Regions from separate parts of the Mus musculus genome. Here all the other regions are linked to region 2. The links are chromatin contacts, called in public Hi-C and targeted proximity ligation maps. All regions are on one chromosome and are shown on one strand. The core of a region is the stretch at or near the end of the contact, and the rest is flanking DNA. Distances in the headings are between cores, read along the strand shown.

Region 1 (4,398 bases), core at 1,738-4,237, 310 kb after region 2:
CCTTGTGGGAACAAGCATGGCCTTTTTGGAGAAATTGCATCACTGGTGGTGGGCTTTGAGGTTTCAGAAGTTCAAGCCATGTCCAGTTGGCTCACTCTCTCCTTTCTGCCATCTGTGGATCCAGATGTTGAACTCTCAGCTCCTTCTCCAGCACCACCATATCAGCTACACTTCCTGCCATGAAGGTAATGGAAGGTAATGTTTTCCTTTATAAAAGTTGCTGTGGTCATGGTGTCTCTTTGTAGCTACAGAACACTAAGACAGCGATGTTGGGAAAGGTTTTGTAAGTGAACAGCAGTGATAACATTGAGAATGGCCTAAGTGGTAATTTATTTTATTGGCCTATTTATTTATTTTCTCCTTGGCCTGAGACTGGCCAATGTATGTATGTATGTATGTATGTATGTATGTATGTATGTATGATGTGTATATGTGTGTGTATGTGTATATATATGCATTATATATACCTACATATATATACACATACATACACACACACTATATATGTATGTGTGTGTATATATGTGTGTATATATATACATGCATATATATATACATACATATGTGTATATATATATATATATATATATATATATATATATATATATATATATATTGTTTAAAAGACACAGTAGTTGGAGCATAATCCCAGTATTCAGAGACTGAAGCAGGAGAACCACAAGCTCAAGGCCAGCTGTTATGGCTACTCTTGGTTGTCAACTTGACTAAATCGGGAATCAACTAAACCCTGAGCTGCTGGGAAGCCCTGTATGGAATTTTATAGATATTTCGAGGTCAGAAGAACCACCCCAGATCTGGCTCACACCTTCTGGTGGCAGCCCACAGAAAGGGACATGAAAGAAGGAAGCTGTGCTTTCTGCTGGCTTGTCCTCTCTCACTGGCAAGTTTCTCCCTCTTGTTGCACCAGATGTTAATTTGCTTCTTCAGGATTCCAATGTAGACAAGTGATCAGCAGCTTCCCCAGAATCCTACAGGACTCTAGCACCCCACTGGCACACCCAGCTTTCCTGTGAGATGAGTAGACACTTGCTCATGTCTCTCCAGGAAGTCTGTCTCTTACATCAAACTGGCCGTGTGGTCTAGGTTGGCTGGCCAGTGAGCCCCAGGGATTCACCAGTCTTCACCTCCCTGGTGATGGAACTACAAACACAAGCTATCATGCCTGGCTTTTATTTCTTTATTTATTTTGTTTGTTTTTGGGGGTGTTTTTTGTTTTTGTTTTTGTTTTTGTTTTTTCGAGACAGGGTTCTCTGTATAGCCCTGGCTGTTCTGGAACTCACTCTGTAGACCAGGCTGGCCTGATTTCCAGTTTCATCTGTTTCTCTACAAATGGTTTTCTTCTCTATAGCTGAGTAAGACTCCACTATGCACATACGCTACATTTTCTTCCCTTATCCTGCGTCAGCACCCAGGACGGTCCCATCTCTTTGATATTGTGTGCACTGCATTAATAAGATGAGTGTGCAGGTGTCCATATGGTATACTGACTTTGGTTTCTTTGCAGGGCTGTATTCTCAGGTTGGATCATATAATAGTTCTAGTTTTAATTTTTGGAAGAACTTCTACTCTGATATTCACAGTGCCAGACAAATTTACAGTCTCAGCAACAGTGCATAAAAAAATTGCCCTCCTCCAACGCACCCCCCACCATCCTTGTTGTTTTTAGTTTCTTGGTAATAGCCATTCTGATGTCATGAGATAGAATGTCAATGTAGTTTTGATTTGCTTTGTTCTGATGCCTAAGGGTCATGGGAGTGACACAGCAATGACTTGATAACACAATTTATATTTTAAGTCTGTAAAAAGTATTCCTCTCAGTCTCCCTCACTAACACCTGTGGGGAAACATCATAAGAAATACATTTTTGGGCTGGTGAGATGGCTCAGTGGGTAAGAGCACCCGACTGCTCTTCCAAAGGTCCAGAGTTCAAATCCCAGCAACCACATGGTGGTTCACAACCATCTGTAATGAGATCTGACTCCTTCTTCTGGAGTGTTTGAAGACAGCTACAGTGTACTTACATATAATAAATAAATAAATCTTTAAAAAAAAAAGAAATACATTTTTACCGAAACTAGTTTTTTAGATGATCTCCCTCAAAGGCCCAGCCATTGGTGGATGCTATTCCACCCACTAACCAGAGCCAAGATTTGGCCTCTGTGTTCTCTTCGTCAGACCCCCTCTGGATTTCAATAGGACTGATAAAGCTGTTTCCCAAACAGGCACTAGCAGACAACAACTTGACAAATGAGGGATGTTCTCCTGAACTTCATTCCAACAGTTCTGTGGGAAAGGCTACCTTTCCCACAGAACAGCCTTTCCCACAGAACCACTAGAATCTCTACTCCATGATTCCCAGCCCATTTCCATGGCCCACCTTGAATGATGTACTTCTTTTGATAAGATAAAAGAGGGCTGCCTTCCTGCCTGTCTGCCTGTCTGCCTGTCTGCCTGTCTGCCTGTCTGCCTGTCTGCCTGTCTGCCTGTCTGCCTGTCTGCCTGTCTGTCTGTCTGTCTGTCTGTCTGTCTTTGGAGCAATATGTAAGCTCTCAGACCTAATAATGCTCTAACCCTCTGAAACTATGAGCAAGGCTGCAATTAAATGCTTTATTTATAAGAGTTGCCTTGGTCATGGAGTTTTTTGGGTTTTTTTTTTTGTTTGTTTTTTGTTTTTTGTTTGTAATTGTAATTAAGACATGTGGGAATGGTTTTTCTATAGAAATGTTTTTCAAAATCTGATTTTACAAATCAAACTTCCATCTAACCTGACAGCAAGCTAGTAATGTGCCTGGAGATTATTTCGAACTACAGATTCATTCTGCTCACAGGCTGTATATTTATTTACCTTGCTCAGGATTAAGTGACCTGTAAAGAAAAGATTATGATCAATCTTACTAGTCTTTGTACTCCTCCATGGACCGTGTCCCCAATTCACCTCTGCGAGTCTTTCATGGCCCTGACTCAGAACAATGTTATGTGTGCAGAAGGTGTGGTGACCAGGTCAGAGACCGTTCACTGAGAGCAGCAAGGCATAAAAAAACCAAGCAGTCTCCAAACAGGTTTGAAGTAACCAGCACATATCGATTAATCATGTATGGATTAATAGTTTATGGGGTCTTTGTATGTCCTTCTGAGTCGATAGGACCAGAGAAACAATTTTCTGCCTGGTGAGACTCCTGTAAAAGTTTAAGAAAAATGTGCCTTGTTCCCTTTTGTTACCACATTTGCCGTGCTATTCTATATATAGAGCAGACGGCCTTTGTTCAGGACAAGGGTGACTGCTACTTAGATCTGGCACCTCTTGGATTGGAATGAAGACACCAGAACCTTTGGAGTAAATCAGGCCCAGTCTTGCTCTTTCTTCTGTCATGCATCATTACCACAGATGATGGTGGCTCTTTTTTTCCACAGATCCATCATCCATTTATAACTTTGATTATTGAGAATTGTCTTCTGATTGAAGTATTTGGTCTGTGGGGTGGGGGGGGGGTTTCTTTTTTTTCATTTTAAAAAATATTCTGAATCTTAATATCTCTCAAGTGTACAGCTGAAAATAATTTATATTATATTATATTATATTATATTATAGCTGTGTATAATAATATATTAAGAATGGCTCAAAAACCTTCATGTAAGATCTGAAACTTTGAAATGTCTAGATGAGGTCTGGTGTGGTGATGCACAGTTTTAATCCCAACACTTGGGAGGCAGAGGCAGGCGAGTCTCTGAGTTTCGTCCAGCCTGCTCTACATAGTGAGTTCCAGGATAGCCAGTGCTACAAAGACAGATCCTGTGCACCCCTCCCCTCCAAGGAAACCCAACCAACCAAAAAAACCAAAAAAAAATATTTCTCCTGTTCTGTAAGCTGTGTGTCCGTCCACTGAGTCTATCCCAGAAGCCTTGAAATGTAATGAAGTCCAGCTTGTCGATTCTTGCTCTTATCTCCTGAACCATTTGACTCCTATTCCTAAAGTCACTACCTGTACCTAAACCTTTTAGTATTTCCAGTGTGCTCCTTTCTAGGAGGTTTTTTGGTTGGCTCGGTTTCCTGGTGGTTAAGAGCACTGACTGCTCTTCCAGAGGTCCTGAATTCAATTTCCAGCAACCACATGGTGGCTCACAGTTGTCTGAGATGGCATCTGATGCCCTCTTCTGGTGTGTCTGAAGACAGTGACGGTGTACTCACATCTACAAAATAAATCTTTACACACACACACACACACACACACACACACACACACACACACACACATTTGGTAAGAATACTATATACCCAAATAATTTATTACATTGCTTACATTTTCTTCGATTAACTTCTTCATAGAAAATACTTCTGAGGTCATAGGCAAAACACAATTTTCTCTCCTACTTAACAAA
Region 2 (4,342 bases), core at 529-3,028:
GTATCACATTGCTGATGCTGTAATTGTTTAGTAACCTGCGGTTTTCATACCTTTCTGAAAATTAGGTCAGCCAAAACTTAGTGACAAATAGCCTAACTATGTAATAGTAAAAGAGAAACCAATTAAATTGCTTAAATTCTAGCATCGGTTTTACCACAGCTGTGTGTGCGGACAATCAAGGGCATTATCAGCACACCATGGTAATAAGCAGAGATCTAAAGGGTTTAACCAAACCAAAACCAGTGTTTCACATATCTAGCAAGGGCAAGGTCAACCAACCTCTAGTCTCTTTTCAAGACCACCACCACTCTGACATCAATTAGTACTGTCTCTCTGAATGCAGTGTGTGGGGGGGGATCTTAAAACTCAGAATTCTGTAATTTTTACAGATGTCCAGGAGCAACAAAAACCGGACGGGGGCTAGCCCATTCACCCCTTACTTTTTCAAGTTAATTCTCTTATCTACTCGGAACTCAAGGCACGGGAGGAAAAAAAAAAAAAAGCCAGGCTGAAAGCAAAGAATTCTGACCCCATGCTCTTTCTAAGCCTGGAAATAATAATTTCCAGGTGCGGCGCGGACAGACGTGAGCTCCCCGACTCTCCAACCATCCCAGCAGAGCTCTCCAGAGTCCAAGAGCAGCCAAGAAAAGGACTGGAGTCCGTGATGTGTGGGGGAGACCCGGAGCTAAAGTTACCAGATATCTACACTCAAACCCAACAAGTCTTTAAGTTTTCAGAAATCAATTACCACAGGACTGTAAATTCTGACACTTGGTAAAGACCAACAGGCTTTCCGGAACTCCACTAAACAACAACCTTTAAAGCAGGGGTGGGGGGTGGGGGAGCGGGGACGCCACAGCTGCCGGAGTGCTGGGGGACGCTCCAACAGATTGGCTCGGCGGCAATGGGGGCAGAGAGGCAGGCAAGTCTGGGCTCCGCCAGGGAGCTCCAGGCCTGGCGCGCGGCTGTGGGTGCCACGCGGGGACTGGGGTGCAGTGGAGACTGTCCGCGCGCGGCTCCAACTCGAGAGCGAGGGTCGCTCGGGGTAAGTCGGGACCGGCTGGGGTCGCTCGGGGGTAGTTAGTTGGGACGGGACCGCCGTCGCTCCCTCGGAGGGAGTCGGGACTGGCCGGGGTCGCTCGGGGGAAGTCGGGACCGGTCCGGGGTCGCTCGGCGGCAGTCGCGCCAGTTCCAGGGTCACTATAGGGAGGGTGATCAGGATGGTTCTGGGTTCGCCCGGGGTTAGTTGGGACCGGACGGTGGTCGTTCGGAGGGAGTCGGGACGGGGCCAGGGTCGCTCGGGGAGAATCGGGACTAGATCCGGGCCTCTCTGGGGAAGTCGGGACCGGACAGGGGCCGCTCGGGGGAAGTCGGGACGCCGGCGCCTACTTACTCGGCTGTACCAGATGCTGAGGCGGGCCGGGGCCAGCACGGCGAAGAACGCTCTCCGAGGGTCAGACTGGACGTGGAGCGGCGCCTCGGCCGGGCTCCGCGGCGCGCAGAGCAGCCTCTTGGGCCAGCCGCTCAGGAAATACATGGTCCGCGCGCGGCCCCGACAGCCCCCCGGCGGCCCCGGCCGTGTCTGTCACGCTCGGCGGCCCCGGGCCAGGCGCCCACCTCCCACACCGCCACCGGCCGAGTCGGCGGCGGCGACAGCGGCAACTCGGGGCATCTGCCCGGGGGCCGGGCCGGGCCGGGCCGACGCGATGCTGCGCGACGCAGTCTGGGACGCTGACCGGCCGAGGGTGGGGGAGGCGGGCGGCCAGTGGGCCCGCGGCGGGAGGAGCCGAGGCCGGCCCGCCCCGCTCGCCGCTCGCGTCAGCACGCCGCACGGCGCGGGGAGGCTCCGCCCGGCTCCCTCGGACCGCCCCGCGTCAGAACGCAGGCCGCGGGGCAGGACGTCGAGGGCTCGGGACGCCTTGCTGGCTGGCGACCTGGCGCGTGGAGCTGGGGACCGGGATGAGGCGACAGGCTCAGTCAGTGACAATCGGAGCGGCCGGGCCCACTTGCACGATCCCTGGATTGGCGCGACCTCCGGGGTTGAAGGGGGCGGGGCGAGCGGAGCGCGCGTCACGTGACTCCCGGGCTGCGCTTGGAGCTGGGTCTCTGCGACTCCAAGGCTTGGGGTTCGAGTCTGTACCCACAAATCCTTTGTGTGCTGCGGTTTAAAGTGAGAGCTGGTGATGTCCCTGGCCGTACAGAGCTTACATTCTAGGCAGGCTCTTTATTCAGTCACTAAAGTGCTTCAGTCTTGTCTGCCTGTTTAGTTATTAATGCTAGGCGAAGCCAGATGGGGTCTTTTGCAGCCCCAGTAAACTGTTCAGGAAAAGAAATGGACTTAGGTTTTGTGTTGATCCAGACTGGAGATACCGTATTGATGTTTTTAATTTGGGGGTTGGGAGGAATGAAGGGGTGCTCAACTTTTGGACCTGGAACCTTAAAAATAGCTGCAGCTTTTTGTAACTCTTTCAAAGTTTAAAAGTAACAACAAAGTAACAATCCGGATTTTAATAACAATGTAACTTTCCGTAATTGTTCTAACGCTTGCTTTTCGAAGACGTTGACTAAAGTCCCAGCTCACTAGCCTTTTGTTTCCAGAGGATCTCCTAGAATCTCTGTCCTGGTGTGTCCCACAGGCCAACACAGCATTCCTGGGATATTTTAAGCAGAGCAGACCTGAAAACTATTTTTCAGATTTTCATCTGTGTGGACGGAATCTTGATGATCCGAGTTACACCCGCTGGATAAATCAAGAGGTCCAGAGAGGTCTCTGCCTTGCCAATATAAAATCATAGAAGAACTTCGTTGTCTAGTACTTTTCAGACAGAGTTGTACACGTGGCAGAGGAAGTGAAAATGTGCTGCAATTCCATTGAGAATGTTTGCTCTACCTCTACTTCAGTGTGTTCATGTGCCTCACCAGTGTGTCTGCAATCATGGGCAGTGTAGATGTTTCTAAGTAATTTTTAATTGTTTTTTTTTTTGACCTCACTTACTGGTGAGCTTCTGGGTGGGATTCTCCTCCTGTGATCTTTTGTAGCAGCTAAGGTCTACAAAAAAATTAAGAGGATGCTTTGATTTAATTCCACAGAAAACCACAGATGATGGTGCTGGATCATCGCTAGTTAAAGTGCTGGATATGCCCAAGGTCACATGGCCTAAGAAAAACTGCTCTCCCTTCCAAGGACCCAGCAGTCTTTAGACCAGCTCAAGGTGAAGTGTGAGAGTGGCCTGAACATGGACAGGAGGAGGAGACCCTCTGGTCCTTTCTCACTTGGGAGTGATGGGTAAAATATCTCACTGTAAATCTCCCTAAGTGTTACCCACTGTGACTGAAACGTTATATAATATAGACCGACCTGAGGTTCAAAGATCATACTTTAACATTGTGAAATGTGCTAACAATTCCAGTGCTCAAATCTTCTGTCCCCCCGTACCCCCCCCCCATCACCACTTTCTCCCTCCATCACCACTCCAGCCAAACTCTCTGGATGACTTTGAACCTCACGTAAACTGGTAAAAGTAGGTACATATTTGGTTCTATCAGACTTAACTTTTTTATTACAAGAGTACTCTTGATCAGGGTGCATGGAAACAAGTACCTCTATAAACCATGTATTGGAGGATAAGTTGATACAATTTCTATAAAGACTAGTGCCATTATGTGGTCTATGCATGGAGAAAGAGACAGATATCCAGACCCTCCTATATTATTTTGTAAGGAGACACAGAGTTTTAGCCTTAAATCATACCTCATAAGCCAGGCATGATGGATACCTATTGTATTTGGCTATTCTTGGTAGCCGGCTTGACTACATCGGGAACCAAAGTGGCTAGGTACACATGTGAGGGATTTTGGTTTTGTTTATGAATTAAGTCATTGGCAGTGGGAAGAAGACACACTTCTAATCTCAATGTTCTGAGGTGAGACTCTGGGCCACAGCTTCTGCTGGCAACCTGTATGCAGGAAGAAAGCAGCTTTTGCCCCCTTCCTGTTTGTTCTTGCTTTCGCTGGCACATCCATTTCTTCTTGGAATTAAAGCCTACTTCTTTGGGACTCTGGTGAATACCGAAGACCAGCTGAGACATCCAGCCTTATGGTCTGAACTACTACTGGATTCTTAGATCTTGCATTGGTAGACAGCAATTGTTGGGCTTGCTGGATCACAGCCTGTAAGCTATTCTAATGAATCACTGATAGATGGTAGATAGATAGATAGATAGATAGATAGATAGATAGATAGAGATTCATTCTATAAGTTCTGTGCCTCTAGAGAACCTTGACTAATAAACCTGTAATTCCTGTATGTGAAAGATAGACACAGGAATTATGAATTCCAAGC
Region 3 (4,005 bases), core at 542-3,041, 460 kb after region 2:
TCCTGGAAGACCTTGTACTTGCAATCCTGCCTGAGCGCCCTGAAGAACCCAGCTACTTTTCTTAGTCTTACAGTCAGCCACTCGTTTAACCTAAGGGGTCTTGGTCCTTTTAAGGATTCTGTTTAGAAACCAGAACACAGCTGATCTCCCTCCCTTCCAGTGCAGAAAACTGGGGCTATGTGGACATGACCATGTAAGGACTCGGGCATTCCTCTAGATTTATTCCACACACACACAGTGGACTTGATGCTTCTGAGCTCAACCCCATGCAGCTTTCCCTAGAGTTTTCCCTAGAGTTGCATGTTAGCTCTTCAGGAATGGGAAGCTCTGCCCCCCATTAACTCAAACACATCTGTATGCAGTCTTCATGCCACTTGGGCTCCTATGCTCATACCAGACACCTCCAAACAGGACACCCCCCTACGAGTCAGTTTGGGTCACACTGGCTTCTGGTTGCCTGTTTTGCTTGGCTCCTATCTAACTGTATACCAGGTTATTCAAGGAAGAAAATGAGAAATTGTATCCGTTCTTTTGTTATTTTATAGTATTTGTTTTAAAAAAATTATCATACAAGGTATTAGTCATCACAGTATTTGTTTGTTTGTTTATTTTTGGGACAAGGTTTCTTTGTGTTGTCTTGGCTGTCCTGGAATTCACTCTGTAGACCAGGATGGCCTTGAACTCACAGAGATCCACTTGCCTCTGCTTCCCAAGGGCTGGGATTAAAGGCATGCACCACCACCACCGAGCCCTTAAAGCATTTAATTTAATAGATTCTCCTTTCCCTCCCCTCCCCTCCCCTCCCCTCCCCTCCCCTCCCCTCCCCTCCCTTCTCCCTCTCCCTCTCCTCCCCTTTCCACCCCTCCCCTCCCTGCTCTCCTCTCTTCTTTCCCAGGAACTCTATGCTATGGTGTGACCTAAACTGTGTGATTCCCTTGAATTACGCCCTCTTGTGCAAGGAGTCTGTGCTGTAGACTCCTTGCTTCCTCCTTCGAGTCCCAATTCTCTCTGCTTTGGGCTTGGAGCCTTGGGAAGACAGCAAGCACCTCAGGATGGTTCCTCCTTCAGGGCCCCTGGCTGAAGGTCTGCTGGCAGAAGAAACCAGTTCAGCCGGGGCCATGGTCTTGCCTGATAGTTGGCTGTTGGTTCAGGCCAGCCCTATCAGTCACTTGCACGCCGATGCCCTTTGGGGGAAGGGGAAGAGGCGTTGGCTACGGAGCCCCAGCCTTTAACTGTGGGCTGACTTCCCACGTCTCAAAAGACTGCCAAGACAGCCCTTCAGACAGCTTTGTGAGGGAAATGGTTTTAAAAGGTTAGTCCAATTAAACACCCATAAAGGAAACAGTAGATGACTAACAGAAATTACAGGCTAGCTACACTCTTACTGAAATGGCAGACTCATTTGTGTCTTTGAGTAATTTCATAACACACAGTGCTTGCTCATAGAGAATGAAAACTAGGACCATTAGGAGTGTCCATCCAGTCCTTTCATTACCTCCCAGGCCTTGTCAGGTTGCGTTCCCTGGCTTCTCTCATTCAAAGCACGCCATCAGAAACCAAATTACTCATACAAGTGAGAGTTACAGACAAAGTAAATACGTAAAAATATAATCCAATTGAGCTGCCTTTGAGGCTTGAATTTCCAGCAAAACATTTCCTGGGACGGCATTTACGTCGACTCAGCGCCACCTGCCGGTAGGTGGAATCTTAGCAACTGAATGTTCATTGGCCAGGCACGGCCACGTGGGTAGAGTGGGGGCGGGGCAGCTCATTCCGCCTATTCATTCTGAAAGCAGTCAGGTGTGTTGGTGAAGTGCCAGGCGCTGTGTCCTCAGTGAAAGGAATATCATCACTGCCCTGTCTAGTGCCGTACTTCTTAAAACTAGGCACAAGCCGGAATCATCCTGAGATGAAGTTCAGACTTTTAGACTCTCCTCTAAAAAGATTGTAGTTAATGGACTAGAATAGGTCCTGAGAACCTGTATTTTTAAACAGAATGGCTGACTCAGCAGTTCTCAACCTGTGGGTTGCGACCCCTTTGGGGATATTTCACAGGGGTTGCCTAAAATCGTCAGAAAACACAGATATTTACATTGCCATTCATAATAGTAGCAAAATTACAGCTATAAAGTAGCACAAAAAATATATATATATGGTCGTAGATCACCACAGCATGAAGAACTATATTAAAGGGTCACAACATTAGGAAGGGTAAAGACGACTCATCTAGGTGATTCTGAGGAACAGGAAATCCATGAGGAAAAAGTAAATATAGAGAAAAGCCGAAAAATCTGTAAAGGCAATGGGGCCTGGGACTCCCCTACTTCTGCAGGTAGCACGAGGAGCCACAGCCAGAGCAGTTGTAGGCAACTGAAGGCTTAGGTTTGATTACTAGTGTAAGATGGGGGTGTGAGTATGATATGAATGTTGTTGCCCTGCTTTTAACTATGGCTGCAGGTGAGCCCTGGGCTCCCATTCATGTCCTGGATTGACTTGGTTTTGAATATAAGAAACAGGTATAGGTCCTATAGGTCCCCTTCTCAGCATCCTTCTATCCCGTGGGTCCTGGGGGTTGAACCCAGGTCATCACTGCTGTCAGCAAGCGTCTTCATGCACCGAGCCGGACCCCTGGCCTTCTAAGTCCTTTTGTTTTGTATTGGTTTTGCTTTGCTGGGAATGAACATGGCTTTCCTGCTGAGCCCCAGACTAGCCCGTTCTTTATATGACATCACACCATGCCCACAGCTGATCTGATCCAGCCCCTGGAATTCCTTTTATATCTGTGTAACTTTCTCCACAGATATATGTCTGTGGGTGCTATTTGGAGTCAAAAACAGACTTTTTCTGGATGTCCACTCTTTGTCCCTAAGGGGCATGGAGAAACTTCTCACTCTGTTCTTCTGCTGTTGATACAAAACACAGTTCTTGCCTCAAATGGGATAGTTTATTCTGGAGCCAAATGTGGGTGACCACAGCCCAGGAACACAGATCCAAGCAGACCAGAAAGATAGATCCCACTGCAAAGGGCCACATGAGATGTATTAATTATGGAACAAAGTCATAAGTCAAGACAGTTACCAAATACACTGGTGGAGACAACAGTTAGGCAGGCTACAGCAAAGCAGGGAACCTTTGTTATAGGTCCCAGATGTGATCTGCTAACATCCTAACTTCTGGGTTGGTGGAAACTGGTGGTCTGTTAAGAATACATCCTGGGTCAGACACAGGGATGGGCAGTGCATGGCTTTCAAAGATATTTTGCTCGGGTCTGTAACAGTCTTTGTGTATGTGAGGATGTGTAGATGGGTGTGCTTGTGTGTGTGTGTGTTTATGTGTGTGTGTGTGTGTGTGTGTGTGTGTGTGTGTGTGTAAGGATGCCCTTATAAGTGCACAAAGGCCAGGCCAGCCGGGAGAGGTCAGGGGACAGGTGACTTCCTCATTTGCTCTCTGCCTTATTCCCTTAAGATAAAGGAACCTGAACCTGGAACTCTGGTTTTCACTAGGCTGGCTGGACAGCAGGCCCCAGGATCAACCAGTCTCCACGCCTCATTCCCCCTTCCTCAGTGCTGGGGTTGCAGGTGCCAGTGGCCATACCTGCTCTTTCAGTGGGTGCTAGGGATCTGAACTCAGGTCCTCTGGTTGTATATCTGCTGTTCTCCCACCCCCAGTCAGGCTCAGAGACATCTCCCCAGTGCCTGGTCCTCAACAGTTTCTCTCTCCAAGATCATTAGTTCTTCTTCAGTTTCAGTATATATGGTATACACAGGTATACAGGGATGTTTCTTACCTGTTTTCATAGGTCATAAATAGATCACTGTCCTAGTTAGGATTTTACTGCTGTGAACAGACACCATGACCAAGGCAACTCTTAAATAAGGACAACATTTAATTGGGGCTGGCCTACAGGTTCAGAGGTTCAGTCCATTGTCATCAAGGTGGGAGCAGGGCAGCCTCCAGGCAGGCATGGTGCAGGAGGAGCTGAGAGTTCTACATCTTCATCTGAAG

What was found. A called contact is a pair of places that touch in the nucleus more often than the background predicts.
Region 1: a contact with region 2 is called in a targeted proximity ligation map of pancreatic cancer cells. A contact is called at or near these places in 5 of 130 datasets of targeted methods (the 230-238 cell line, CD8 T cells, memory CD8 T cells and 2 more) and 1 of 9 other capture datasets (liver).
Region 3: a Hi-C map of B cells shows a contact between it and region 2, with 27 read pairs. A contact is called at or near these places in 8 of 39 promoter capture datasets (the C10 cell line, the HPC-7 cell line, HPC-7-derived erythroid cells and 4 more), 20 of 484 Hi-C or Micro-C datasets (the AML12 cell line, B cells, CD4 T cells and 16 more), 25 of 130 datasets of targeted methods (the 230-238 cell line, the SCID.adh cell line, bone marrow-derived dendritic cells and 17 more) and 2 of 9 other capture datasets (adipose tissue and liver).

The regions. Positions count from the first base shown.
Region 1 is chr19:29,214,895-29,219,292 of GRCm38.p6, reverse strand. No RefSeq gene overlaps it. Among named protein-coding and RNA genes, the nearest start is that of Gm41829, 28 kb to the left of the region's middle.
Region 2 is chr19:29,519,718-29,524,059 of GRCm38.p6, reverse strand. Ric1 (RAB6A GEF complex partner 1) reads right to left here and starts at 1,778. Exons shown (of 26, transcript NM_001081319.1): 1 at 1,394-1,778. The coding sequence starts at 1,537. A930007I19Rik (RIKEN cDNA A930007I19 gene) reads left to right here and starts at 2,073. Exons shown (of 4, transcript NR_015567.3): 1 at 2,073-2,170; 2 at 3,091-3,212.
Region 3 is chr19:29,061,752-29,065,756 of GRCm38.p6, reverse strand. No RefSeq gene overlaps it. Among named protein-coding and RNA genes, the nearest start is that of Gm9895, 3.5 kb to the left of the region's middle.